Linked DNA regions of Hordeum vulgare: region 2 is linked to region 1. A link is a contact called in public Hi-C data. All regions are on one chromosome and are shown on one strand. Each heading gives the region's core, a stretch centred on a gene start, on an enhancer-like site or on the middle of the called end of the contact. The rest is flanking DNA. Distances are from core to core; before and after follow the strand shown. Region 1 holds the start of LOC123445666 (rop guanine nucleotide exchange factor 7-like). Region 2 holds the start of LOC123415194 (DNA replication complex GINS protein PSF1).

Region 1 (6,981 bases), core at 2,289-4,788:
GCCCGCGACGCCGCTTTGATCTGGAAAAAAAAATCTTCCTTTCTCGATGCCCCTTCATTTGCAGAAACACGGAGTTCTCTGGTCAACTGATTGAACATCACACACTCCCGACACGGCACGCCTAACGTCTACGCGGAGGCACTCCGAGGCAAGTGCCAAAACATTACTACAAACCGAGGGCGGCGAACGGCCAACCAAATCGCCCTCCGGCACCCACTACACCAGCAGAAACCAGGCACACATGACATGGTGAAGTATGCACAGCACATGGACATTACATGCCGCCATACGCCAATCGACCGCTCACAGCTCCGTGTCCAACGGGGCGTCGAACACGGCGCTGCTCACCAGCATCCCCTTGACCTCCGGGCCGCCGGCGTGGTCCGCCAGCGCGGACCTCTTGGAGGCCCTGCCGTGGTGCGCCCGCCTGTCGACCAGCAGCGCCCTCCCGATCTTGGACGGGCTCGACAGCTGCGCCGGCGAGAAGCTCGGCGTGACGTACGGCGTGCCCGAGACGGGCACCGGGTACGCCGGCGACGGCGCCATGGCAGCAGCCTTTTTGTTCTTGTTGCAAGCGATCTTGCCGTCGTCGGCCACGCCGGCCGGGAGCTTCTGATCCGTCCGCTTGCTCAGCTCGTCCACGTAGAGCAGGTCGTCGATCCGCGCGATGATGTTGGAGGCCAGGCTCTCCAGAACCCGGGAGTAGCCCTCCAGGATCGATTTCCCCACATCCTGATCAAAGTAGTAACATATGTTGCTGTCAGTTCGTCAACTTTTAGCAACTGAACGAACGAGATTTATGTTGCAGCTATTGGCAAACCTTGTTGTACTGAATCTTGCTCATGTCCAAGCTCGTCTGCGTCAGCCCGGGGAACCTCTGCTTCAGGGATATGAGGAGGCCCTCGGCGCGGTCGGCGAGAAGGTCGCCTCTCTTCTCCGTGTCCATGATCATGTCCTTGACCATGCCCCACGACGATTTGGTGCCCACCGACTTGGCCGCGGCGCCCCGCCGGCGCCACACGTAGATGGCGGCCTCGACGCGGTTGGCGATCTCCACGGCCTGGTACTCCGACGACAGGTCCAGGCAGTCGAGGAGGCAGTCGGGGGAGAACTGCTCCGACGTGATGTAGCGGTATATGATGTCCCCCAGCGTCGCACGCCCGTTCTGAGCCCCCCCCAAATGTTCGTCAGAAGACGCAAGTCAGAATCAAGAAAGTAGCGTGCGCGCACCTTTGGCAGCGAGTCGTGATACGAGTCGGGGACGTCCATTTCGGCGAGGGCGTTGCTGTTGATGGCCATGGCGGCCTTGAGGATCTGGTTGGCGGCGTCGCGCTTGTGCTCCAGCTGCCTCCTGGTGGCGTCGCGGAGGCCGCCGGGGGGCAGGCGGGGCACCGGCAACCACCACTTCTCGTCACGGCGGTGGGCCGGCCTCCTGAACGAGGCCGAGCCGTCGCAGTCCGGCGCGCATATCCCCTGGTCCACGTACCAAAACTCGGTGTCTCTGAAACTCTCCAGCGTTTCCTGCCAGCAGAGAGGGGTTCCGTCAGAACGATGCTTCCCAGTTCGTCGTCAGAAGAATCAACGATTTCTTTTCTGGTTGAACTCACAAGAAGCATGTGGTCTAGCTTCCGTAGCGCCGGCAGATTGATGTACAGATCGGATCGCGGCCTGCTCGTCATGATCTGAAATAGGGAATCTGCCGTAAGTGCCAAGCAGTTCACTAAAAGGGACTGTTTTTCAGGTAAAAGTACGAGCTGTAATATGTCTTCAAGGTATATAGTCCATATAAAGGAATAAGATATTCTACACTCAGTAACATTTCTGAACCCGTGTTCTATCTTAGGGTACCAACTTCGGTATTTATCGCCATGTTAAGTTCAGGGCAATCATTTATTGTGTTCATGATGAAATTAATTAGTAGCGAACACTGGGCACATAAGTTTGATCTTTAGTGCACATCTTGGTAGGTAAGTAGCAGTAACTGGATGCAATTGGTACTCACAATAAGAGTATATTTGAAATTTGATGAAACGCGCAAAAGTGAATGACCAAACGGACAGCACATTCATGTGGCCTTTACTCTTTGGACCTCAAAAACGCAACCCCGCCCAACCGTTCTTACAATAAACGAGATTAGGTACCAAACGGCTAAGCACGTCGGAGCATACTTAAAGGCTATTTCGAGTGGTCCATGTCCAAGTTAAATTCGAATCAACATTGGATTTGCGCTTCATTAGGGCGTCCGTAGAACCCAAATTAACTCTGTACTTGCTCATGAACAACAACGACACCTTGGAGCACTACTGATTTCTAGTTTTCTACTGTCATTATTTTTCGTATGTGGAACTTGTAAAAGCAATTCCATTTTCCACAAAGTGGTGTTAGCTCATTAAGATCGATAGATTTTACTCATTGAAATCATCCTACTGTAATGAAACATCCACCGCAAAGGATGGTTAATTTGACATGAGTAGGATTGTTGCGGTTCAGTTAGTTTTCAGTTACCTCAAGCCTTGTCCCGTCGGGGAACGTCTGCCATGTGGGCACCAGCTCGACGATGTGGTCGCTGACGCAGAGCAGCCAGTCCATCTCCCGCCGCCACATCGCCTTCTTCTCCGGCAGCAGCGGCTCCAGCCTCCAGAGCTGCCCGAATATCGTCGCTGCAGCCCGACCAGCGCGTCAGAATTTACCTTGCCCACCATCTCTCCGCTAATGACACCGTACAGCGAACCGGGCAGACGCCCTTGCCGCTCCCGGACAGAGAAGACAGAGTTTGCTCACCGCAGAGGTTGGTGATGGCGTTGGAGATGGCGAGCGCGGTGCAGACGCCCTTGCCGCTGCCGGACATGTCCTCGCCCAGCAGCAGCTTGGAGAACCTCTCCTTCATCAGCTCCACCTCTGCGGCCAGCCAGATTCGTCAGCGGCACGGCCAACGAGGCCGTTCTGGATCGACCTTAACTATATTTACTAGTCCTACTACTACGAAAGCAAGCAAGGAATCTGCCGTGTGCTCACCTGGGGCTCTGTGCCTCTCGGCGCCCGGCGGGTTCTCCTTGCCGGGCGCCGGCGCGGGCGCGGGCGGCTTGGCCGCGGCGTCGTCGGTGACGCAGGTCTTGATGGCGACCTGCTGCCACTCGTCGGGCGGGCAGTAGGACTCGCTGGAGGCGGCCACGGAGCTGGCGCTGGAGCTGCTCCCGCGGCGGCACTCCTCGGACTCCGCCGTCAGCGTCTCGCTCACGGCCATCTCCTCCTCCTCCTCCTCTTCCTCCTCGGCCGCGGCTCCCCCGCCTCTCGCCATCGTTACTCTTACGAGGAGCGCTATATGCGGCTGCTACGACGGCGGCTGCTCCTCCTACTATGCCGATGGTACGTACTGACGCGCGACGTAAGGGATTGGTGGCGTCTCGGGCGGAGCGGAGCGGAGCAGAGCAGGGCCGTGTTGTTGCGGGGTAATTGCATGAGACGGCGAGGGAGGCGGGGAGTATAAAGGCTTAAAAGAGGTGAAAGGAAGGAAGAAAGAAGGCCAGCGGTGGGAGGGAGGGAGGGAGGAGGAGTGACCGTTGGGGTTTTGAGTTGTTTTGGTGGGATTCTCGGTGCGGGCGGCAGGGACGGTCAGTGAGCCTGTGGGAGTGGGTGAGTGAGGCTGTGAGAGCAACAAAACAAAGGCCGCCGTGGCAGCTACGCTCGCCCGACGGTGGTCCGCCCGTCGTCTTGGCTGGCGGCTTTCTCTCTACGTACGTACTCCTATCTCTCTCTCTCTGCCATCGCCTTCTTTTGCCGTTGCGCGCTGTCGAGTGCTGGTCTGGGCGTGCATGTGGGTGGGAGGGAGGGAGGGAGGGAGGGAAGGTGGATACAAAAAATTGGTTGCAGGATCCGCACGTTAGGGGTGCAGAAATCGGTCTAGAGCGCCGGCCGTTTGGTTTGATGATGATTCCTCGTTGCTCTTCCTCGGTTGGCTTTGGTTGTTTAGTGGCGTTGAGCATGATGATCAAACGGTCAATTTCTTTGTTTATTGGTGGGAGACGCGCACAAGTGGTGTTCATCACTTCACATGTTACACCACCGTGCAGCGCTTTTTTTTTTTTTTTTGATAAATGGTGAATTTTATTGACTTAACATAAAGGGTGAAGAGAATACAAACACCATAAGCACATATCTTATCTCCGCACTGTAAGGATGGGCAACTTGGTGCATCGCATGCAGGGAGATTATAATTATAGGAACGGTGATGCTAACAATAATGCTTTCCAATTTGGAAACACTCAAAAAGATAACAAATGGCTGCTAGTCGGATCCAACGCCAACGTGAGGACGTTGCCGGAGATGAAATCTGTGACGATGCCAAGGTGGCGACATCGCGAGAGGTGTGGCTGGACAACAGGATGCAAGATGGGACACACAGACGCCGTGCCGAGGCTAGGTGAAAGGGTAGCGGTTAGGGTATGGATTTCCACGAGAATCAGGGTAGGAGGTTAGATGGAATGACGGGTCATAAGTCGAATGTCGTGGGACGGGGTGGAGGGGGCGGAGGAGGGGGAGAGGGTCGATCAAATGATAAACAGACAAAAAACTACTCGTTTACATCCTAGATTTAAGATTGGGTTGACAATGTTGAAAATAGACATGGAACTTATATATTTCCACGCCTTTCCCAAATTAATATTCTTCCAAAAAAGTTTCTCATATCTTTAAATCACCCGAAGAATATTGGTAAACCCAAAATCAGAATACTAAGTTATAAAATGATTATATTGAAGGTATACTGTAAATTAAAGAAAATGTTTTTTTTGTAAAAATACAATGTAGTTATTTTTGTTGGAATAAAAAACACAATGTCCTTGCACAATGCTCACAACAACTCTAATATTGTTTGTTGTGTTAGGGCTTCTTCGACGCTTACCCGTAAATTTTCTTCGACATCTGTCCATGGATAGGGGGGCAGTCCGCGGACATTGATATTGGAGGCCACCATCCAACGCTGTGTGTATACATTTGAAACACTTTTTTAACAAACCGGATAAAATTCATACAAACAAGAAATATTTTCATATAAACAGAAAGAGATTCAAACACAACGGATTTCACATAAACCAGACAAAATTCATTACATTTCGATACCTCATCTAAAAGCGGAACTTGTTCTACTCCGGATGTATAATTTCCTAATATAAACGATCGCCGACATCCGTTCCCCATGTCTCGGCATGAGCCCCCAAAACTGAAGCTCCAACACTTGCCTTCGCCTTCTCGAGTTCTGCCTCAGCGCTCTCCAGCTGTGTCTCTACAACCTCTCTCATTGCAGCTTGAGCGGCTAATTGGACGGCGATTGTCAACCGACCAAGCTTGACTTTAGGTCGAGGGGAAGAGTCGTGGCCTTCCTGAGACCCGAGCGAGGGCGATATACCATGCACTATCTTCCTTGACGGTGCTACCCGCGGACATGCCAACTTCGTAGTCGTGGCGGCGGGGCGCGACCTTGGTGGATCCGACGATGTCTTCCTTGTCGTCGCTCTTGCCCCACACCTCACCCGCCCCTCGTTGAACTTCTTGTAGGTGGTCTCCAGTTTTGCCTGACGCTAGCGGTACTGCTAGCGGTGGAGGCAGATCTCACGGGCAGAGCGGTAAGATTCGAGCAACGCCACCTGCTCTGCCACGTCCACATCTGGCGTGATCGCCCTACCGGCGACGAGCCGCTCATCCGTCTGTAGGTGCTCCTCAAGGAGCTAGAGGTTGAAGGCCGCGTCGCCCTGCGCCTCCCGGAACCACTCCTCCCGCTCATCCGGTACCATGTCCATATAGTGGGCACGAGCCTCGTCGATGATCATGGTGCAATCCACCGGAAAGGGTGACACCGATGAGGAGGATGGTGCAGGCTCACCCTTGGCTGCGTCCACCATTGGGACATCCTCGGCCTCCTGCTGTGTGCCGGCCTCCCAGCTGGCAGCAATGGCGGCCATCTCCTACTTCTGCTTCGGTGACAGTACGTCCGAGAGAGCTTTGGTGCACGAGGAGGCCATTGTGGAAATGGTGTGAAGAGGAGAAAAAGGCCGAAGGAGGATGACTGCCGACTATGGCCGGGGTTGGAGTTTATATAGCGGGTGAATGGAAGGGTGGGCGGCCTACAGACGAGCGGTTGTCGCGAGAGTAGGTTCCCCGACAATCGTGTGTTATTAATATGGATGGCAGACGGACGAACGGATGGTCATGGTGTCGTTTGAACATTGAACAGTCGTCAATGAGAGACACATCTGCTTTGACCGGACATGAATGTAGCACTCACGCTTTGGAGCGGCGTTGGCAATTTCGGACGAAAAGCGCTTGCGAGCAAGGGCGGGTTTTTTGGCGGGTCAGGATGGTCACAAGTACACACATCGATGGTGTGGACGCCCGTAAAGCTATTCACATTTGCATTCAATTTACGGTAGAAAATACTGATGCATATAACAAACAATGTTCGGACCGTACGGTTCAGACAGTTGCGGGCAGTTTGATAACAGTGTACCATGTAGAAAATTTCCCCAATGTTGCGCTGTAGCGCTTCCCACTCAATATGCATATAAGCAACATTTCAAATTCTGAGTTTGTAAACACAGAGGGAGAGAAAAAAGATTGATGCAGTAGATAGATCGAATGCATCTAGCAGAACAAAACGTGAGGGTGAAAAAGCGCCCGCGGTTTGACTTGGCTGGCGCGGCGCTATGTCCTTTTGCGGCGCACGAGAAATACCATCCGTGTCGCTAGCTGCTGCCCCGCCCCCACACGGCTGCCCCACGAAAGCGGCGTCGAAAACTTATATTACAAGGAGAGCGAAACTCGTCGGAAGCCCCTACGCATCGTAAAATCATCGATTTTTGTTAAGTACTCCAATACTCCCTACATCACATACTATAACAACACTTTTAGCACTGTATTCTATATCTATACCTATACCTACTAATAAAGCACCTATTGTTTCTGTGGTACGTCATTAAATTACCCTAA
Region 2 (6,882 bases), core at 238-2,737, 290 kb after region 1:
CTTTTGTTGCGGAGCAGCGAGAGATGGTGAATAGCTGCACCATAGTGGTCTTCGTTTCTTGTTGTTTCAATGTCTAAGTTTTGCTCCACCATTTTTCTGTCACAAGCAAAAAGGCAAATCAGGCATTTGAATAGTCTGTACACTGTGATGTGAGGACAGCAACTAAGGGTGCTGTTGATTCAATGCAGATCGTTTACTTTGCTGATGAAATGGTGAAATCAATCAGTTTACTCATAAGTCGAGGTTACATGAGCACAATCAACATTCTAATAGGATGCAAGTTACCTGATCAATGCCTGAAACTGTGCATTGTGCTCACCGCACTCTCTAATGACCTGATCAAATACATCGCTCTGCAAATTTCATAAGACAACAAGTTAGGGATCAGCGTAATAGACAAATGAAACTGCAGCTAGCATAATCAAACTGCCCAATCAGTACAAGAATATGATACAGTGCTGCAGCTACTGCCTGAGTTTCGCCTAAAGACCATTGGTGGTATGATTTATCGTCCACATAAGTAATGAATGCTTTAACAGCAATATCATGGAATTCGGTATCATGAACCTTACAGTTTAGCCAGTATGTGTTGGCTCACACAATTACAGGAGGAGAGTGGCGCGAAGCACTTCAGAGTAACCAGATGTTAGCCAGACCAATCACTAAGAATTGTTCTGCGGCTGTATGCAGTTCAGGTGCCGGTACATAACACTTGCTTATAAATAGTAGTACTGGTAGTAACAGTAGAGTACATGGTTTCCAAAATACAATTACTCTCATACAAAGTCGACACAGACAAAAATCCGCTTTAATGGAGTAACAAGGATGCAGAACCCTAAGATTTATCTGGAGACCCTGACGACTTAGGAGGAAACACATGCTGGCACACAAACCGCATAGGATGCTAGAAGATAACAATTCCCATAAGGCAGTAAAATAGACAGGCCATAGATCCAATTTCTCACATACATATACAGACGCCTAACGAAACCAGATTGGACAAATTGGCCCCAAAAAACAGATGCATCAAGGCAATCCGGAGCCCCGCGGGCTCAGATTCCGAACCGGCGAGCAGGGACCAGGGACTGCGAGCGCGTATGGGGTAAAGAGACGAAGAATTACGTTGAAAACGACGAGCTGGCCGGGCTCGCAGGCGTCGAGCTCCTTCAGCAGCTGCGACGCGCGCCTCGCGTACATCCTGCTCCCCCTCCCTCCAGCCCTCCCGCCGCCGCGCGCGACCTGTTCGACGGAACGTCGCTCGAGGACAGGGCCGGATCTGTCACTGCTTGGAGCCTGGGACCGGCAGGGACGGCAGATCGCGCGCGGTGGGCGTTTGTCTAGTGGTATCGGCCGGACGAGAGGCGCGGGCGGTGGGGGGAAGGGGAATTTGGTGTCGTCGCGCGGGAAAAATTTCGTGGACTCGCTTTGGTAGGCGGGAGAGCAGAGCAGGGTGAGGATCATAGGAGCGTGCTTTGTTTGGGGCGCTACCACAGGCAGAGGCGTGACGTTCCTCATTTGTGCGCATACACAACCACACCCTTATTTTCAAGCGTAATGTTTTATGCCGCACGATCGGCCAAAACTCGGTAACGGTCACAGTCTCCATGCACGCGTTTGCGACCTGTTTTTTTTCTTTCTTACGAATAGGACTTGCATTACTCAAAAAACAAAGTGTTGCATTCACCATATATCAGTGGTTCGGCAATGCATTCTACCAAAATTAGCCAAATCGTGGCTGACATTATTACAGGGTCGATGAGCATGAGTAATGCAAGAATAAGATACCACTTTATTGAAGCCAAGGCAAAGGCAAACCAGATGCAAACCCTCTCTCCTAAAACAGTAGTGATCTTTTTTTTTAAATGAGAGGGGTTTCACCCCAGCATCAACTTTATTGAAGCCAAGGCAAAGGCAAACCAGATTCAACATACACAAACCTCGATGGACAGCCTAAGATACGAGCCACATAATCAAACAAGCAAAGTACAACTAGTTTAGCCCTATTACAAAATACTTTTACATGACAAAGCAAGAAATCAACATATATGTAATATCAGCGCCAAAAGGAGTAAATAACATAAAACTACTAGTTTACGGGCTATGGTTCCAAAAAACTATCGGATTTCAAATTTTTCCATAGAACTACTAAACGCGTGGTTCGCTGTTTCGAAAAACCCAAATCGTGAGTGACTAGCGATTTAACCGCTTTCCTCACGGGTTGGGCCCACCGGTCGGGCCACCTAGCCCAGCGCGGGGACAGTGCGGCCGTTACGCCGACCGGTCCGGTCGGAACCTAATAAAAACATCAGGTCGTTGGCTCGGTCCCGTGCCGGCTCACTCCCCGCTCCCACTCCCCTGCTCCAATACAAGCTCGTCGCCGCTCGCCGTCTCCGAGAGCTGCCGGCGTCGACCTCCTTGCCATGCCTTCCTGGAACGACGGGGAAATGAGCTCCGACGATGACTGCCAGGTCGTGAGCATGGACATGGGACTCCTGGTAAGTTTGTTCCTTGCCACCCAGGGTTAGTGTTAGGGATAAATGCCATGGATATTGCTTTGTTCCTTGTCACCTAGGGTTAGGGTTAGGGATAAATGGCATGGATATTGTTTAGGGAGGGTGGGGCTTGGTTGTAGGATTTAGCTTAGTTAGGGTTCTTGCTGATTTGTGGACTTATATAGTGTTATGGATAAATTCGAATGTTCAAGTATATTGTTGGTTGAAAGCATTGTTGTTTGTGATTTTATGGTTGTAGGAGGCACCAGACACCATTGTGGAGCCCCTTTTCTGTGGCCAACTTGAGCTATCTGAACCCAAATGCATTCTGCACCACATGAGGCCTCTTAAATGTGTGGCTTTTGAAGGCAAAGACGTTTCTATTGCTGCCCAGTCCAGGTTAGATGTCAATTTTGGTGTGTTACATATGTATATTCAGTGTAGCACATGATATGACACTGTAACTTGTTACGTTCAGAAATTTTTGAAGTTATGTTCAGAAAATTTGGCCTCCTGTTTCAGTTATGGCATTGCAATAACTTATCATATTTCAGTTATGTTCAGAAAAATTGAAGTTAATGATGGCATTGTAATAACTAATATTATATACAAATGCAAGAAAATGGTGTGAATCGTGGTGTTGTAGAGTAGGTCCATGGGCCTTGGCCTCCTGTTCTTCAGAGATGTTTGGACAAGCTATGGGAAATGTTCCATGAAGAGAACTGTGGAAGGGTACTTGACAAGGAGAAGTTTGAGAAGGAGTTGGCCAAGCTCAAGACTGAAAATGACAAGCTTTCCATGGAGTGTTGCAAGCTTGTTGAAGATGTATCAAAAATGTTTGATTGGCAGGATGGGAAGGTGGATGGGAAGATGAACCAGAAGCAAATGGATGATGTTGCAGTGTAGATGGAAGGACACTTTGAGAAGAAGAAGGAGGAGGTGGAGGAGAAAACTAGGTTTGAGGTGTAGATGGAAAACTTAAACTTGCAAAGGAGCACACGTGCATTTTGCATAGCCAAGATGCCATTATCAAGAACACCAGGAAGGCTATGAAGGATGTTGAACTCGACAGAGATCTTCTTAAGAAGGAGAAGACAAAGCTTGAGCAAGTTGTTAGTGAGCTACCGAAAGATGGGCATGGCAGCAAGGAAAAGTTGGAGAAGTTTTAGATGACCTGGTGTTCTTAGCAGGAGAAGAAGTGTTGGTTCTTTTCTTTTTAGCTGGTGCTGGTGCTGGTGTTGGTGATGTTGTTGTTGTTGCTGCTGCTGCAGAAGTGTTAGACCTAGTCCTCTTAGCTGGTGCTGCTACTGCTGCTGTTGCTACTCCTTCTGCTGCTGCTGCTCGGCAAGTTGAAGCAACCCTTTTATTTGCCCTAGAAGAAGGCAATAGAGCTGGTGCAGGTGTAGAAGAAGGCCTCTGAACATTTGCAGCCATAGAAGAACCAACTTTAGAGTAATTTGTTCTGTTCTCCTACAAAATGGCATGAAACAATGGCCACAAATTACCAGGTGCTTTTTCATCCTCATCTGAAACTTAGGCTTCAAAGGGTCACCACAATTGTTGAACCTATGCCCTTGCTTCTTGCAGTTGCTACATGTCATAGTACCAATTTTGGATATGTCCTTTTTGGTTGGCACCTCAAATATACCTTTCCTCCTAGCAGTTTGCTTTTTTCCCTTCTTTTCTTTGAACACTGGTGGAGATATGTCATCTCCACGTGTATGAGGCCAGTGGTCGGGACCTGGAACTGGGAAAATTATATGCTTGTATGTTTCATAGTACATGGGCTTTTTGAAGAAATCATTGACAAAGTCTTCAGGATGTAGCTTCACTTTCTGCATTGCATCAATGGCATGACTGCAAGGCACAGCTGTCATGTCCCACCTCCTATAGTCACGGGAATGGTTGTTCAAGTTAATACAATATGTGTTATCAGAACTACTAGTAACTTGTGAGATGCCTGGACCTGCCATATATGCTTCACAATACTTAGCCCATTTCTTGCCTTCTTCTAAGATTTCTGAGTATGTTGGTGTGATCTCCCATCTGCAAGTTTTTGTTTTCTCTTTGATTTTCTGAAACTTGATCATCAACTTTGTTCTTATGCCCTCCAACATAGTACTGATTGGCTTGTTCCTAACATCCAATATCATCATGTTGAAAACTTCACTAAGGTTGTTTACAACTAGGTCAGTTTTGCAAAATCTATCCATTTTGTATCTTGCCCATGTATGGTATGGTATCTGAGACAACCACTGACAAGCCTCATAACTTTCTCTCTTCACATTTTTCATCCTTTATCATGACCATGCTTAGTGAAGGAATATGCAGCCTGATCTAAGTGCTTCTTGAGTTCCTCCCCTATAAAATCAGATGATAGGAAGTTGGCATATATATGTCTAAGACAAAACTTCTGTGGAGAAATTACTATGAGCATGCTAACAAACAAATTAATCTAAACCTCCCAACCTCACCTCCCAGACTCACCTTCCTATACTACACTAAATGTATGAATGAATGGAGAAATTACTTACCTAACTCCACCAAACGATGATGCACACTTGTGCCCCCCCCCTCTGGATCCGCGTGGATGCACCTCGCCACTCCCATTGCTGCCCGGTATGTCGGATCAAGCTGGATCTCCGATGGTGATGGTTGAGGCGACCGCTGCATCGGGAAGCTCGAGCTACCTAGCCATTTGTATATCTCTGAATGCCTGCCACTCTCCTCGCCGGTGACGCCTACTAGCTGCGACACGCCGCCGACGACATCTGGCTGCGGCGCCGCCATCGCACCTAGGTCAGAGAGCGGGCGAGAGGAGGAAGAGAGGAGGGGAGAGTGAGAGAGAGGGCGAGCGGCCGGCTCGTGAGGTTCCGACCGGACCGGTCGGTGTAACGACCCTTAACGACCGCGTCGACCCTGCGCTGGGCCAGGTGGCCTGACCGGTGGGCCCAACCCGGAAAGCGGTTAAATCGCTAGTCACCGATGATTTGGGTTTTTCGAAACAGCGAACCACGCTTTGGTAGTTTTCCGAGGAAAAATAAAATCCAGTAGTTTTTTGGAACCATAGCCTCTAAACTAGTAGTTTCGTGCTATTTACTCCGCCAAAAGCCACTCCACTCTGCCATGAACTGATAAAACTACCACGCGATCCTAATAAACTCCCTCTTCAATGGTCCAAGAGCCTTAAACACCGGAGAAGAAGCGCATCATGAATGTCTGAACACAAAATTTTCCATTGCATGATAAAAGCCCTCACTAGATCCATGATACAATGCATGTTTCGCCACATCCTCCCCTGAAAGACAAATTCGTTGCGAAACAATCATAATCCCCACAAGGTGGCATATGATACAATATTGACAGCCTCATTAAGCTTTTTCTGTTTCCAAAAAACAACAAGATCATCAAAAGAGCAGGGTACAAAAATACCATAGATATCTGAAATAATAACCCAGATTTCTTTAGCAACAACGCATTCAATGAACAAGTGTTGAACTAATTAATGCTCACTAGAAAATACACATGTTAGGTGTTGGGGCATAGTTTATGCCTAAGTAATTTTGGTGATTGATGACAGTACCATACAGGACTAACCGTGTGTGTTAAGGTTTCAGATAACACACGTCAACGGCACAAGACGACACGTCTCCTCATACATGGAACGGAAGCACGACGCTCTCTACGATTCTCTTTATTTGAGTCATAGGAAAGCCGTACTATTAAGAGGGGATCTGTAGTGGAAAGGTTTGGGTGGAATCTATCTTTGCACACGCACACTTCACATTCTCCCTTTCCTTCATCTTTGGAGCGGCCCCCGCCACTTTGTTTCTCGCATCTTTGCAAAATGGTCCCCAGCGGTAGTATCGCTGGCTCTAGCGGTAGTACCGCTGGATTGCTAGCGGTAGTACCGCTGCAGCCAGCGGTAGTACCGCTAGCTGGCGGTAGTACCGCCCCTGGTCAGCGGTAGTACCGCTCTAGGAGCTTTGTTCCACCTGCCTAGCGGTAGTTCGTGTACGGACCTTTTTGCGAAGACTTTCTTGGCGGGTACTAGTGCTTTTGCACTACCAAGGGGCCAGCGGTAGTACTGCTAGTGTCGGCGGTGGTACCGCTGGAGTCCCAGCGGTAGTACCGTTGCATCCAGCGGTAGTACCGCCAAGCGGCGGTAGTACCGCTGCGGACAGCGGTAGTACCGCTGGAGCTCGGGCAGAGAGTGGGAAAACGGTCTGATTCCCCCCCCCCACTATATAAAGGGTTCTTCTAGCTGAGGAACTCTATCTCTTACCTCTCTAAGCTCCATTGTTGCGCCCCAAGCTCAAAAGTGCCCGATCTCTCTCCCTAGCCAATCAAACTTGTTGATTCTTTAGGGATTGGTTGAGAAGGCCTAGAT

What was found. Hi-C and Micro-C count contacts between places; a contact is called where the count stands out from the background.
Region 2: a Hi-C map of seedling shows a contact between it and region 1, with 3 times the contacts expected there. The contact joins the promoter of LOC123415194 here to the promoter of LOC123445666 in region 1. A contact is called at or near these places in 1 of 6 Hi-C or Micro-C datasets (seedling) and 1 of 1 datasets of contacts at active chromatin or transcription factors (embryo).

Annotation. Positions count from the first base shown.
Region 1 is chr1H:464,680,375-464,687,355 of MorexV3_pseudomolecules_assembly, forward strand. LOC123445666 (rop guanine nucleotide exchange factor 7-like) reads right to left here and starts at 3,539. Exons shown (of 7, transcript XM_045122689.1): 1 at 3,016-3,539; 2 at 2,782-2,898; 3 at 2,506-2,660; 4 at 1,608-1,682; 5 at 1,231-1,521; 6 at 821-1,165; 7 at 15-732. The coding sequence starts at 3,298. The coding sequence ends at 304.
Region 2 is chr1H:464,968,819-464,975,700 of MorexV3_pseudomolecules_assembly, forward strand. LOC123415194 (DNA replication complex GINS protein PSF1) reads right to left here and starts at 1,488. Exons shown (of 7, transcript XM_045106715.1): 1 at 1,123-1,488; 2 at 286-353; 3 at 1-96. The coding sequence starts at 1,461.